Linked DNA regions of Mus musculus: all the other regions are linked to region 1. Evidence: chromatin contacts called from public Hi-C and HiChIP or PLAC-seq data. All regions are on one chromosome and are shown on one strand. Each heading gives the region's core, a stretch centred on a gene start, on an enhancer-like site or on the middle of the called end of the contact. The rest is flanking DNA. Distances are from core to core; before and after follow the strand shown. Region 1 holds the start of Alcam (activated leukocyte cell adhesion molecule). Region 2 overlaps Alcam (activated leukocyte cell adhesion molecule). Region 3 overlaps Alcam (activated leukocyte cell adhesion molecule).

What was found. A called contact is a pair of places that touch in the nucleus more often than the background predicts. HiChIP or PLAC-seq counts read pairs in DNA pulled down with a chosen protein or histone mark.
Region 2: a contact with region 1 is called in a Hi-C map of liver, with 2.9 times the contacts expected there. The contact joins the enhancer-like site here to the promoter of Alcam in region 1. A contact is called at or near these places in 3 of 39 promoter capture datasets (3T3-L1-derived adipocytes and liver), 2 of 15 datasets of contacts at CTCF or cohesin (CD8 T cells and the NIH/3T3 cell line), 12 of 484 Hi-C or Micro-C datasets (the C3H10T1/2 cell line, the STO cell line, brown adipocytes and 4 more), 11 of 115 datasets of contacts at active chromatin or transcription factors (CD8 T cells, bone marrow-derived macrophages, embryonic limb bud and 7 more) and 2 of 9 other capture datasets (adipose tissue and pancreatic islet).
Region 3: a contact with region 1 is called in an H3K4me3 HiChIP or PLAC-seq map of bone marrow-derived macrophages, with 4 times the contacts expected there. The contact joins the enhancer-like site here to the promoter of Alcam in region 1. A contact is called at or near these places in 1 of 39 promoter capture datasets (liver), 1 of 15 datasets of contacts at CTCF or cohesin (the NIH/3T3 cell line), 3 of 484 Hi-C or Micro-C datasets (the HL-1 cell line, bone marrow-derived macrophages and brown adipocytes), 2 of 115 datasets of contacts at active chromatin or transcription factors (CD8 T cells and bone marrow-derived macrophages) and 2 of 9 other capture datasets (adipose tissue and pancreatic islet).

Annotation. Positions count from the first base shown.
Region 1 is chr16:52,450,864-52,455,367 of GRCm38.p6, reverse strand. It overlaps Alcam (activated leukocyte cell adhesion molecule), which reads left to right and starts at 2,287. Exons shown (of 16, transcript NM_009655.3): 1 at 2,287-2,975. The coding sequence starts at 2,903.
Region 2 is chr16:52,332,322-52,336,825 of GRCm38.p6, reverse strand. The region is part of intron 1 of Alcam (activated leukocyte cell adhesion molecule); the gene reads left to right. Gm32597 (a long non-coding RNA gene) reads right to left here. Exons shown (of 6, transcript XR_003951905.1): 3 at 2,547-2,670; 4 at 2,141-2,213; 5 at 671-876; 6 at 1-568. Among named protein-coding and RNA genes, the nearest start is that of Gm32597, 3.1 kb to the right of the region's middle. Within about 2 kb of position 2,310, at least 10 of the 459 cell types and tissues checked have an H3K27ac peak or open chromatin away from gene starts, as enhancers often do. A contact at or near this core is called in hepatocytes, liver and pancreatic cancer cells, where this site is marked.
Region 3 is chr16:52,375,137-52,379,640 of GRCm38.p6, reverse strand. All of the region lies in intron 1 of Alcam (activated leukocyte cell adhesion molecule), which reads left to right. Among named protein-coding and RNA genes, the nearest start is that of Gm41461, 4.6 kb to the right of the region's middle. Within about 2 kb of position 2,625, at least 12 of the 459 cell types and tissues checked have an H3K27ac peak or open chromatin away from gene starts, as enhancers often do. A contact at or near this core is called in the HL-1 cell line and bone marrow-derived macrophages, where this site is marked.

The DNA.
Region 1 (4,504 bases), core at 1,038-3,537:
TATTATTCAATTCCAAGCAGTTTACCAAGACATTTTCCTAAAGTAGAACATATTCCTCTCTAACGGAAACTCTGAAGATAATTGACTATATATTCAAATATCTATGCATAGAATTGTGCTTAGGATGAGGTGCATGCTAATGTCTGTAATTTTTCTTTTATTTTGATGTGCCTTGAACAGTGGTTTGCTAACGCGCCATCACAATTTAATTGTGAGAGGTTGACTTTTGAGCAAGGTCACTCACCGAGTGCAAATCAGTGTTTTCTCTAGGTTCCATTTCCCAAAAGGCCAGCACCTGCTGCTGTGGCTGGCCAGTGACCTAGGAGATCTCATTTACTCAGAATAATCAATCCAATGAGTCCTCAACAACGGATATCCCCTTTCAAAAGTGAAGATAGTGAGTGGGGCTTAGAGAGGCTTAGATATGCTCGTCAGACACTGTAAAAGCCAGGATCTGACATGCCATCTTTGCCATTTATTTATTTATTTATTTAGCAACGATATGCTATGTTAGGTTTCACCTCAAAATAGTCAGATAATCTGAAGATTCAGAAGAAACACAATTAGAGTGATTTATTCCCAAACACTCTATTTTAGGCTGGCTGCAGTTTGAAGAAAAATTCCCTAAAGGAATCTTGTAGGTTCCCATGAGCGTGCCAGCAGTTTAGCTCTGTGCACCAAATGCAGAGTTAACAGGCATTTGCCCCTAGCATTTAGCCTTCCTGTTGATTCATAAGATGCAAATGAAATGTAAATGTTAAAACCATGTGGGAAAAAGGATTTTCGGAGGAAAAATATAAGAGATCTATCCTACAATACTGTAAAAGCGAGGAGAACAAGACAGGGAGGCGCTGGGGGGAAAATCACAGCTGAAGACAGAGTTTAATAATTTCAAGCACGAAAGGAAAGGGATTCAAAGATCCGTGTCTGTGTTTGTCTGTGCGCTTGCGCATTCGTGTGTGTGTGTGTGTGTGTGTGTGTGTGTGTGTGTCTGTACGAAGCTTCTGCCTGCACACTTAGACACCCCCCATATCCACTTGCAAGTAGCTGGTGGTTCCCAATCTTTTGAAGACAAAGTCCCGTGAGGCTAGTTAGCATTCCCTGCTGGAGACTGGCTTCACACAGGGGGTGACCCTGTGATGCACCAAAGACTATTTCATGCCCTTGCGAGGTGGTTCAGGGACCAGGATTTTATTATGCTGAGGGCATTAAGAGTTGTGATCCTGCAATCTTGAGTTAGAGCCACTTACGGTCCCAACAGCTCCACCCTGGTGTTTTAGAGGAAAATATTCCTTTATGCTTTCTGCATGAACTGAAAGCGACACGGCTTCCCGATGCTACGCCTAGGAGGTGGTTCAAGCTTTTGAAATTGCCTGAGAAGCCCCGTCCATCTGCTGGATGCCTGGCTTTCTGGAAAGGACCAGGAGGCGTAGGTTTTTAATCTGAGTAACTCTGGATTTTGTTTTGTAACTTCAAATCGTCACCTAATTAAAAGTAAACGTGACTTTTTTTTTCTTTAAAGAACGTTTTGAAAATCAGTGTGGCGACGTGTGTTATGGTCTAGAGTCCTAATTCTCACCGGGAAGGAGATGGGGGCGAAGGGGGAGCACAAAAATCTCTTCTGCTTTTCGGTACTGGATAGTTGATTAAATGATTTGCTTTGATAAAGTGTACGCCAGCCAGGACTAGGGGAACAGAAGAACGGCGAATTCGAGAAGGAGTAACCTTCTCTTCAAAGTGGGGGAAATTACTCTCAACCACCAGTAGCTGTTTCCGTGAGCCTCCGGGTGGAGAATCTCCATCTTTTCCACCTCCTCAGTCCTAGTCCAAGAGGACCCAAGGTGAGCTCTTCGCCCCAACAACTCTACAGAAGGTGAAGGCGGTACCCTCGTCGAGAAGAAAAATCCCTAAGGAGTGAGCCAGTGGACTGGGCTTCGGAGTGCAAGAAGACAGCTATGTGGCCAGGCTGGGAGGACAGCAAAAGATCTCAGATCCTATGTCTTTGGGGCGCTGAGAATCCCCTGGTAAGAGCCAGACACTGGCGAATCCAGCCCGTCACGCCCCCTACTCTCGATCCCGCTCTTCATTGGCCAGCGTGTCCTGTGGGAGGCGGAGTCGATGTCAGCCCCGCCCACCAGAGCGCGGGGGCTGGGGCATCAGGCTCTTCTCCCACCAGGGGCCGCCAGCTCTGCTCAGTCTCCGACTTGGTCCTGCAGCGCCTCTAGGCTGCGGATCGGCGCTCCAACCACCTGCTCCGCGCTGCCGCCGAGGAAGCTGGGCGGGAGAGAGGAGCGGGAGGAGCAGGAGGAGCGGGAGGAGCGGGAGGAGGAGACAGGCAGCTTACACACGCCTTCCCGTCCTCCACTCAGAGCAGCCGGAGCCCGCGGCCGCCGCCACTGCTCCAGCTGCCGCCGCTACAGCCTCTGCCTCGGCTGCCACCTGAGGAGACCCACCGTCGGGACCCCGCGGCGCTGCCCCGCCGACCCTTCTCTGCTCCCGGTGATCCGTGCACGGTGCAACTCTCATCACTCTTCTTATCCTCTCCTTTGCAAGAAGAGAAACTACTAGAAGACAGCATCCAAAAAGAAACCGCGTCTACCTTGACTGACTACTGAAGCGTCTCCTGGAATAAGAGGGTCGCCCGTCCTGGGAGTAGCTGCCAGAGACACTGAGGAAGGGTGTGGAGGGGGGGAGGGAGGAGTTGCGGGTTCCGCGTGGAGGAAAGTTGCGTGTGGCACAGACCCGACGGCGCAGCGCCACAGTCCCCGGGGGACCGTGTGTCTTGGAAAAAAGTCGCTGTCCCCCTAAGGCGAGACCCACAAGCGAGCGGGCCCCGTGGGCCCGGGGACGACGCCCCCTCCTGCGGCGTGGACTTTGTCGGTGGCCTTCTAGGAGGAGGAATATGGCATCTAAGGTGTCCCCTTCTTGCCGTCTGGTTTTCTGCCTCTTGATCTCCGCCGCGGTCCTCAGACCAGGTAAGCTTTTGGCCTCTGAACAGCCCCACTGTAGTGGTTGTTGCGGACCGGGGGCGGTTCCCCGGGAGGCCTGGGGCTGTGCGCTCTAGCGTGTGCTTAGCAAAGTATGGGAGCCATAAAGGCGCGCGGGGGACACAGATCTGTCCCTGGGAACAGTCACCTGTGTCACACGTTTTAGGCTTGACTGGTCTGCTCAGGTTTGGGCAGCGAGATTGAAAACTAAGCACATCTCCAGGAACTTTGGGTGAGGCTTAGCTTGAGGGTGCAGGACCCCCCCCCCCCCGGCAAGATCTGCTGAACTCTCTCCCCCGCACCGTCCCTCCAGTCTCTTGGTATCAAAGTACAATTCACTGCACTCAGAGCAGTTTCCTTTCGCTGGGCTTTGAGGTGAAATAACTGCTGGCACTTTGTCACGATAAATCCCCTAAGTAACTTCCTCTTGGTCATAATGTGAAGACCTGGGAGGAATGGCAGGGGATAAGGAGGGTTTTGACTATCTTTTTTTTTTTAATAATAATAATACTGAAATAGAAGCTGCATTGTCTAGTGGGTAGCTAGTGTAGGGTTGATGGCAGCCGAGTCACGCAGCGTGGACTGGGTTAGCAGTCAGGTTTGCGAGCCTTAAAGCGAGGGATTTCTTGGTTTCCACACCCAGTGGTAGCGCCTCAGTTCTCACTTCTACAGAGAGTCCTCAAAGAAAAACGACAAAATTCCCACCAACCAGAATATCTTGTGGGGAACCCCTTTTCTCACCCCCAGGGGACATCCCTGGCCCGTGGTCCGCCAGCTGGCCTGCTGGCTGCCATTCCTTGGTCCTGCCCAGCCCGCTATGCGCTCCCAGTCATTCATTCAAGCGGCAGGCACTTTTCCCTGCGGAGCCTGAGGATCTAATCCTTTGAAGTTTTGATTTCCCACTGTGTCCTGGATAGTTGGGGGTTAAACTACTCCTTGTTATTCTGGTTTCTGCCTGTTTTTTCTTCTCTCTCTTTTTAAGTTTTACATTTAGGAGGGGTTAAAACAGGTCTCACTTTCTTTTCCCATCTTTTATTTCTGTACACCCCTTCAGTTGTTGGCGAGTTGAAGCCACAGAGGAGTATTCAAACGCTCGGAATCCTTCCAGGGAAGAGGAGAGAGTAAGGGCAACAGGAGCCTGGGATCCCCAGGGCTTGGGAGCCGCCGCTTTGTGTTGTTGGGGAGAGGGGTGGGTGTCAGAGTGGGAGAAGGTTGATTCTCCATATCTCTATATCAAAGTTACATTTCTGGGTGAGGTAATCAACTCACTGTTTCTGAGGCTGGGAAAAAAATATCAGTGACCAATCTCAGGCTCTGGGGGCGGGGACCCTAAAGCCCGAGTAGAGCTGGATTTTAAGGCAGGTGGGGCAGGGCGAAAACACTCGGGATGTGAGCACCAGGCACCTCTACTCTTGCACAGTGTATGTAGTCTCACTTTTTCTGGAAACCCAGTATAGGATGGGGGAAGGGCACTTTAGAACCCATGGGAAGAGGGCCAGTTTGTGAAATGTGGGAAT
Region 2 (4,504 bases), core at 1,061-3,560, 120 kb after region 1:
AGGAAATATTAATGAAAAGAATATAAGACTAAGAGCTGAAAGATTCATTTTCTTGACTGTGCTCTGACTTCAACACTTAAGATTTTCTAGTCTTCTACATCTTTAATTATACAGTGAGCAACCTACATTAAATAGACTCTAAGTCATGTCTCACTTGAATGTACAATGATTAATTTCCAAACCCTTATGAAAGCACAATAATAAAAATATTTAATAAAGCCAGCATTTTCTTATCATCTACCAACCTCACCCATTCCAGGCACAGCCAAGAGTCCTTGGGAAACACAAATGTCTGAGTAGCCAAAATAAATGCTAATGTTCATGAACTAAGCCTTGTTCTAAGGAAGCTCCAGGGGCCTCTCACTAGGCGTCTGTTTACTCTTTAAATAGCCTCTCTTTTATGTTTGATTATATTGTTTTCAAAGGCCTGGCACTTTAGTGGCAAATTGGAAAGGGACTATGAAGGAACAGACTGGAGAGATATATGGAAACATGCTTTGTAGGCTCGGAACTGCTGTGCAGATGTTTGTGGATGTCATTAGCCGGAGTGACTGGCACCTGGCAGGACCTATGAGAGAAAAGATTAGCCAATCGGGTCAGAAACAGCACAGGAATTCTAAGCTCCTGTTTGGGTGGGCTGCTCAGAACATCAGTGAATAGGTTTACTCACTTTGATCATCTCCAAGGTAGTCCCAGATCTGTAGCCCAGTACACGCTGGTGGAAATGACTGAGTTATCATGGTAAAGCTCCTTCCCAGCCCACATAATATTGGTTGAAGAGATGATGCACTTGGAAATATCCTCATCGTCATGCAGTTTGTCTTGATGTCAGGAAAGCATGTAACCAGCAGCCTGTCCAAACTCAACCTTAAAGAACTAAAGTGCAAGGGACATAAAAGTTTGGACTAAATCATAATTATTTTGGAGATTATATCTACATAGTCCTGAATAGTTAAATATTCCAGGTAGTTTTGAATTGTGAAGTGAATTTTCCGTTATCTCCAGTGAAAGCTATTAAGATAATAATTCATCTTATTACATTTGAGACCTCATGGCCTTCTGCTTGTGGCAGGGTTGTCTCCAACGTGGTTTTACCCTCACAAGCCAATCCATAGGGCTTGCTAGCATCCAAACCATGTGCTATGCTTCAGCAACGGAATAGCATGTTTAATAATTTGTAAGAGAGAGTAATAATCAGTCTGAAGGAAGCAAAATTCACAGCTACAAATGCTTGTCAACAGATGCACAGTCAGGGCCAGTGAGCTGTCTCAGCAGATAAGTGTTCTTGCTGACAAGCTGGATGACCTAAGTTTGCCCCGTAAGACCCATATGGTAGAAGAATAGAACTGAATTCTGCTAGTTGAACTATCACACAATAGTACTCAACACACACACACACACACCTACACACACACACACAGACGTGCGCACACAAATATATATTAAATACAGCCAGTCAGAAATTCAAGCCAAGGTGATTTCAGTGGCATTACTAAGCTGTAACTAGGAAACTCCTATGGTAAATTAAGAAGTCTGACATACTGTCCTCTTTAAGCATTTGTCCACTGAGTTAAGAAAGCAATGAAGTTGCAGATCTCAACAAAATCGACCCTTTACTTTCTTCGTAATGGGGAGTGTGAATCAGAGAACATTTATGCTTTCTGTTCTGTTAGCCAGAAGTTAGGTGTGTTGCAAGAAAGCAAGTATTTAATCATAAACCCTTGATTGTTTGATCTCTTATGCTGGTGTTCTTTCACCTGTAGGCTGACAAGTGATATATCTTGTTGTGTTGCTTAAAAGATTTATTTATTTCTGGTTTTGGTGTGTTCGGGTTTTGTCTGCATGTATGTATGTGGTGTGTGTGTGTGTGTGTGTGTGTGTGTGTGTGTGTGTGTTCATGCTTGTGCATGCCTGCCACCTATTGAAGCCAGCAGAGGGTATGAGATCCCAGGAACTAAAGTTCCGGACAGTTGGGAGCCACCATGAAGGCGCTGAGACTGGAACCCTGGTCCACTGAACGGGCAGCACGTGCTTCTAACCACTGAACCATCATTAAAACACCTGTGGTTGATTTTCAATAAAGATATTTTATCTGTTATTCAACCTCAATGGCAGACATTTCAAAAAGGAATATACACACATGATTGTCAGAGGTGGCCATTCTGGACGCTTGATGCTGTGCTTTGAAAGATCACTTCTCAAAGACAGGGCATCTGAGGAGAGAATACAAAAGTGACTGAGGGGTGAATAGAAGAAAGGCCATCAGTCAGGCAGCTGCAGGTTAGATAGATGGATTGACTTCCAGGCAGACCAGAGCACAGTTTGCTCAATTACCCTTTTGTTCAGCTTGGACAGAGACATCAGAACAGACTAGACTGCTAAGCCTCAGTTACCAGAAACATTCCAAAGACATCGATAAGGATAAAAAAGTAAATCGTTCTATGCTCTCCATACAGGAAATGCACTCTGCGTCATGTTACCCTTGAAGATTTCTAGCAAGTGGCTGGCAACAGTTGTCATTGGCAACTATCTTGGTCATATGTCACCTTGAACTGGTACAGATGCCACACCACTGCAAGGTCTTTACACTTGACACCAGAGACTTGCAGTGTCCTCTGTTGAAACAGAAGTGTTTTCAAAACACTCTGGAGGCGCTAAATTCAGAATTTTCTAGAAAGGAAGAAAAATAAGTATAAATTAAAAGTTTTGACCCCTTGGTCAAAAGCTCCAACTAGTAAACACAAAACTCAAATAAAACAGAGAGGGAATTATTTAAGTTCATCTTTTTCGTTTTTCTCTTTCCATAATCTGAAGCACACAATAAACAGGGCTGGAAAGTGTTAAAGCACTCTACCTTAACAATTTTCATTTAGAAACCCAGGCACCTAACACTGCCTGTGTTAATATTTGCTTTGGACTGTTCTGCGTATTTAGTCTCAAGCTTCCCCAAAGAGCTAACACAAAAGTCCGCATTCCTATTTGCCTAGCTAGTGTGTGATTTCACACACACTCCCACAGAGCCTGTGCATTAGCTGTTCTTCAAGTGAGCAGTGTACTTAGCTATGTTGCGAAATGTGAACTTTGGAGCTTGAGGAGTCAGCAAACGTACTGAAACTCTTATCGATTTTACTTTGGAAACATTCATCCTGTCTCTTTATTTACTATGTCTACCTTTATTTATCCCAACTGCCCTGTTTTCTCACAATTGTATAAGAAATTGGAGTTTCAGGCAGGGTTCTCTAACACTTGGGCTCTCTAACTCTAGCTGTGTTTGGTCCCCATTGCTAGTAACAATAATTATCAACAGCAAAAGCATTTGAACATAACTTCCATCCTCAAAATCACTCACACTTCCCTTTCTTACCTCCACATTCATTGTGGGATAAAAAGCTAAATTCTTTAAGCTTTGCTTCAACCACTTTCTAGATATCTTTCCCTGATTTCTCCCAGCTGTGTTTTCCTCCATTGCTTCTACCTGGACCCAACTCTCAGGCAGCACTGGCTGCACACATGAGAACGTGTGCTCCCAGTTCATTGAGTTTCATCCAGATTTCTTCCACACGACTGAGTTTTCATCTATGAGGACTTAATACAAATGGTCCTTTCAGGGAAATGCCTTCTGCTTCCTATCCATCAGCCCCCTCATCTGCCCTTACAATGCTGGGTGCACTGCTTCTATTACCCTAATAAGTACAAGGCAGGCAGGTGCGGTGGCTAGCATGAGTGAGGACATGGTACCTGACAATTACTTCTTAGCAAAACTTAATGCACAGTTATTTGTTACATTAGTGACAACACTGTGGGATTGATACCATCATTGCCCTTAATTTTATAGCCAGACAATATAAGTACACACTGGTTAACCAACTCCTAGAGATTGTCTGACTTGCTAGGAGGGAAGCTTGGTATAGGCCCACACCATCCTGAGCACATGGACCGTGCTTCAGCTGCTAGTGCAGTCGACTTGTGTTGCCATAGAGAGTGTGTTCATGTGTTTGGAAACTTCCTTCAGATCCTCTCCCCCTCTCTACCCACCCAACTTTTATCTTTTATGAGGTTCCTCCTCACCCTTTCTCTTTCAAACATGCATGTGCGCACACACTAATAATAATAATAATAATAATAATAATAATAATAATAGTGCAAAATGCCCAAATAAGACAAAACAAAAACCTAACTAAATATCATGGAAGTTGGGTTTTTTTGTTTGTTTGTTTGTTTGTTTTCTGTCTGTGTGTGCTGGCCCACTACTTCTGGGTATAGATCCTGATCTAGAGTGTGGCTAATATATCTAGTGACGCCCCATTGAAGAACTGAAGAAAAATGGTTTTCCCTTTGCCTGAAGGTATCAATTTAGGTTAGGGGTGGGACCCTGTGCTCACACCTCTCCTTCTATCTCTGCCTTTGTCTCCATTTCTGGGTCTCTTCCTCTCTCTCTGTTTCTATGTGTCACTCTGTCTCTGTCTTCCCTCCCTCCCTCCCTCCCTCCCTCCCTCCCTCCTTC
Region 3 (4,504 bases), core at 1,376-3,875, 76 kb after region 1:
TAATGAATGAATGGAGAAATTTGCTTCAAACGTTCACTGATATAGCACAGTAGTCTGCAAAATATGAAGTTAGCAAAACATCTCTGCTGATATCTCAACTCTAGTGTTACTTTTAAAATATGATCAAACAGTTGAAAGTCATGCCAAGAGCTGGAAAGTTTAAGCAACTTAGTATAAAATATGGACTTGCAAAGCTTCCAGTGCACAGCATTCCATTCAAAAACTGCTGCCGCCAGCTTGGGCTTCCTCTCTATTGCTCAGAGCCCTGCAATCCAGGCATACTTCCAAGACACACAGAATATAAGCTGCGCACTCTCTCAATTTAACTTGAAAATCAAGAAGGATCAGATCCATATGTACAAGAAAAATAAGGTGTCAGTGTGAGTGTCCTGAATATTATTTTTCAAAACGGCCTCTTCATAACTGACGTACTACATAACAAAATATAATACAATTTAGACTTATTTTCTTGCCTACCTTTTGAAAACCATACTTCAATCATGAAAAGGGGTAAAAAAAATCAATATTCACTTAATACTTTGATTTAAAAATGTATACCCATAAGGAATTCCAGCCTCTGGATTCCAGTCATATTTCACCTCCTGCAGCCCTGTTTCTACTGTGTCAGCACAACATTATCTCAAGCCACAGCCATTAGCGTGGTTTTCTCTCTGTTGCTGACTCTCTTGCGTTTATTTTACAGCCTGCTCTGATGGAATTTTTATCTTCATGAATTTGCTACCTAATTTGTCTATTTCTGTGCCCTGTAAGCTTTAGTCTATATGCTAAAAATGTAAAGTTACAGACCCTTCGGATTCTAAAACAACATTACATATATGTTGATAATGAGAAACTTCAAGAACTTTTATGAAGGTAGTTTTATGAAATATAAAACATTGTTAATTAGTTTACAATTTCTAAAAATGTGGATTTGAGACTTGTGGGGTAAAAGAGGATTGTTCACAACAAGGGTCAGCTAATAGATTCTTCTTAGAAGTTGAAATGTGTGTTTGCTTTTGTTGACTTCTGGGTATAATGCATATGTCTCCTCCATTTTCACAGTGCATGTGACATAGCCTTTCCCCTAGAGTAGTAAGAGGGTGTGGATTCAAAGGAAGCAATGCTATTCAGAAGTTTTTTGTTTGTTTTGTTTTTGTTTTGTTTATTACTACGTTGTTTCCCCAGGGGCCATTTAGTCATCACTGCAAACATAGGTCCTCAGAGGCTGCAAATGACATTACTTTGATGTGTGACAACTTATAAATTTGTATCCTTTATGAGAAAAGACGTTTTAATGAAAAGATATTTTCATTCACCATACACACAGGAATTTGTCTACAAAATACCTGCTCCTCTCCCCATTTGTTGCCTGTGAACTATGTTGCTCTCAGCAAATTGATCTTGCAACCTTCACAGCAGTGCTAAAGAGTGCATGGAGCAGGCACCAGATTGCACATAGATAATTGAATATGTTTTTCTTTTCCAATTAAATTAGAAAATACTGATAAACTACCTCATTCGTTTCATCAAGATTTTTCAGTGGTACTGCCCATAGGGATGTTTGTCTATGGAAGACAGTATAGTGGAGCAATGTTGAAAATATTAATGTTTGTGTTTTAGTATTATTATGATCTCGATTTCAGAACAGATACACTCTATATGTACAGATTTTATTTGTAGGAGGAAATTTGTGAGAAATTTCAGAAAGCTGAAATTTCTACAGATGCAGAAAAGACTTTTGTTATCCTAAGAGAGGACAATTTCAGTCATAAAAACTAGGTAAGTTTATTGTCTTTGAATGAGGAGACACACAGTTTCTTGATATTTTCTTTCTTGTAACTGTAGGCACATTAGAAACTAACATGACCTTTTGATATGTATATGGCTTAAGAAAAATATGAAATATTTTATTCTTTGGGGGAGTCTGTATGTTACCGATAAAAATATCTGATCATTTATGGAGTAGCTCGCTAAGAGATGACTTCACTTTCTAATAGAATGGGATTTTTAATGTAAGGATTCTTTTTATATTCACAAGCATATGCCTGAGAAGATGGGTAGTTAAAACCCTAACACTGGAAGGTTTTAAAAGCTAATTGGTTGGGAGAGGAAACCATGTTGCCATCAAAGAATATTGCTTGGTAAATAGTTTGCAGTCTTTAAGGAATAGTTGTTTCTGTCACCAAAGGATGGGTTGCTATGAGCTTATAGATGAAATAATTTCACATATGTTGAGAGTCATTGATTGTGAATGAAATGAGAACAAGTAGAGGCACCTAGTAGGAGAGGTAAGGATGACTTTCCCAGAATAAAGGAGGCTGGTCCAAACTGCTAATGAGCACAGTTCAAAGAGGCTGTGGCAAAGAAAGATGTGGAAGGTTCAAAACATGGCACAGGCACTTGGTATGGTTTCAAAGATGAGAAGCATTTCTGAATTGTCAGAAGTGTTCTGAGTGGAAATGTACTTTCACAGAAGTATCAGGCAAAACTATTACATGACTTTCTTCTCCAGAAGATTCCAAGGAGCAAGGGGCTGGATGCAGGGAAATCTGAAGACATAAAGTGGCTGAGATGACTCATGAGCAAATGGGTACAGGAAATGATCACAGTTAGGACAGAGGAAACTGTGGGAAGGGGAGCGCAGACTGGTGAGGACCAAAGGAATGGTCATCTCTGACTCAGACACTGGGTGGTTTTGGATCCATGTGTTTGAATTTATCATTCTTCAGTTCTTGATTTACCTGCAAAGAAAGACTATACTTTTATTAGTTATTGTTCGTACTTCTGGGATAAAAAGCCCTAACAAAAAGCCATTGAAGAGACAAGGAGTTTGTTTTAGCTCACAGCATGCTGAGCACATCATGATTGCAGGTACTTGAGGCAGCTCATCACATCCACAGACTGGAAGAATAGACTGACCAATGCTAGTTCTTAATTCACTGTCTCCTTCAGCTTCACTCCAGGACCCTCAGTCTGAAAGTGATGGAAAGACATTGGAGGGGTTCAAGGGAAGATAACCAGGTGGAATGTGAGAGAAAGAAGAGAAGAGAATGATGCAATTAAATTTCAGCTAGAACTATTAAAATAAATATATTAACGAGATGGTTTTTAGCTCCTTGATTAACCCAATCTTAGATAGTCCTTCACAGGTATCACTAGAGGCTGACATAGCCCAAACTGAACCCTTACAGTTTTGCCTGGAGGCTTGTCTGTCTAGGCTATGTATTATAGATCCTGTAAATCAACATTACTCATCATATTTTTCATCTGAACACATAGGTGATAATCTTCAGTGTGTTCAGGAAATGGTTCAGTATAATTTTTACCCCCAACACTTTTTCTTTTATTATTTCTATTTCTTTAACTTTTGAGGTTATAATCTAATGACAACAGTTCTCTCTTCTCTTTCTTCCTTCCAAACCCTCTCCTTACTACCTTTCAAACTCATGACTTCTTTACTCATTAGTTGTTGCAAACACAAATATGCATATATTTCTAAATATAGCCTATTCAATCTGTATGATGTTACACACACACACACACACACACACTCGCGCACGTGTGTGTGTGTGTGTGTGTGTGTGTGTGTGTGCGTGCGTTTTCAAGACTGAGTATTTGATACTGTATAATCAGTTGATATGCTTGTCCCTGGGATAGACTATGTCTCGAGAATTTCAGCCTTCCTTGGCTGCTTGCAGTTCTATGGGTGGTGCAGAAGCGTCATGTTTTTTTTTTTTCTGTCCACTTGGTACGTCTATTGTTACTTTTCAGCTCATGTTTAGGCTATTCCAACTGTTTTATAGGTAAGCATTTATACTCAGTTGTTAATGAAGCACTTCTAGACATGTGAGATATTTCTGTAGCTTTTTGTTCCGTATAAAAACTCATAGATCTCTGAGAAGACCAGACCAGAATCTTGACTATTGCACATCAACTGAAGTAGATTCCGAGTTTAAATACAAGAGATCAGTGTTTCTTAGAAACTCAGCCTCACAGTGCCTTCACTAACCAAGTAATGCTAGCTAGAAACTGCCATACATTCTGAAAATTTAGGGTTTGCTTTTTCTCATTAATTCAAAGCAGTTCGTGTACAGTTTCAAACATTTTCTTATTAATTTTTACTTTACAATTTATTTCTTGGCAGTGAAGTCCCAGCTCAGAGAATGTGGCAACAGCCGCCTTTTTATTCCTGATCTGGTATTATGCTCTCTTAACTCTTCAACGTTTGGAGGGAACTCTTGTCCTTGTAGGTCAAGATTCCCCTCATTTACAGTACTCTCTCTATCTAATAAGGGCATTTCTGGTCAACTTGAACACTTTCCAAGGAAGCATGGATAAAGAGGCCTGGGTGGCTATGTTGCTAAGTACAAAGAGCAGACATTTCAGCAATCAGGGGCCAGAGGCCTGGTGAAAGGATTCATTATCATTGCCCATCTTCACATTTTAATTTAATGATTATTCAATTCTTATGGCTTCACTATATTCTGAAGGTGCACAAGAAGTC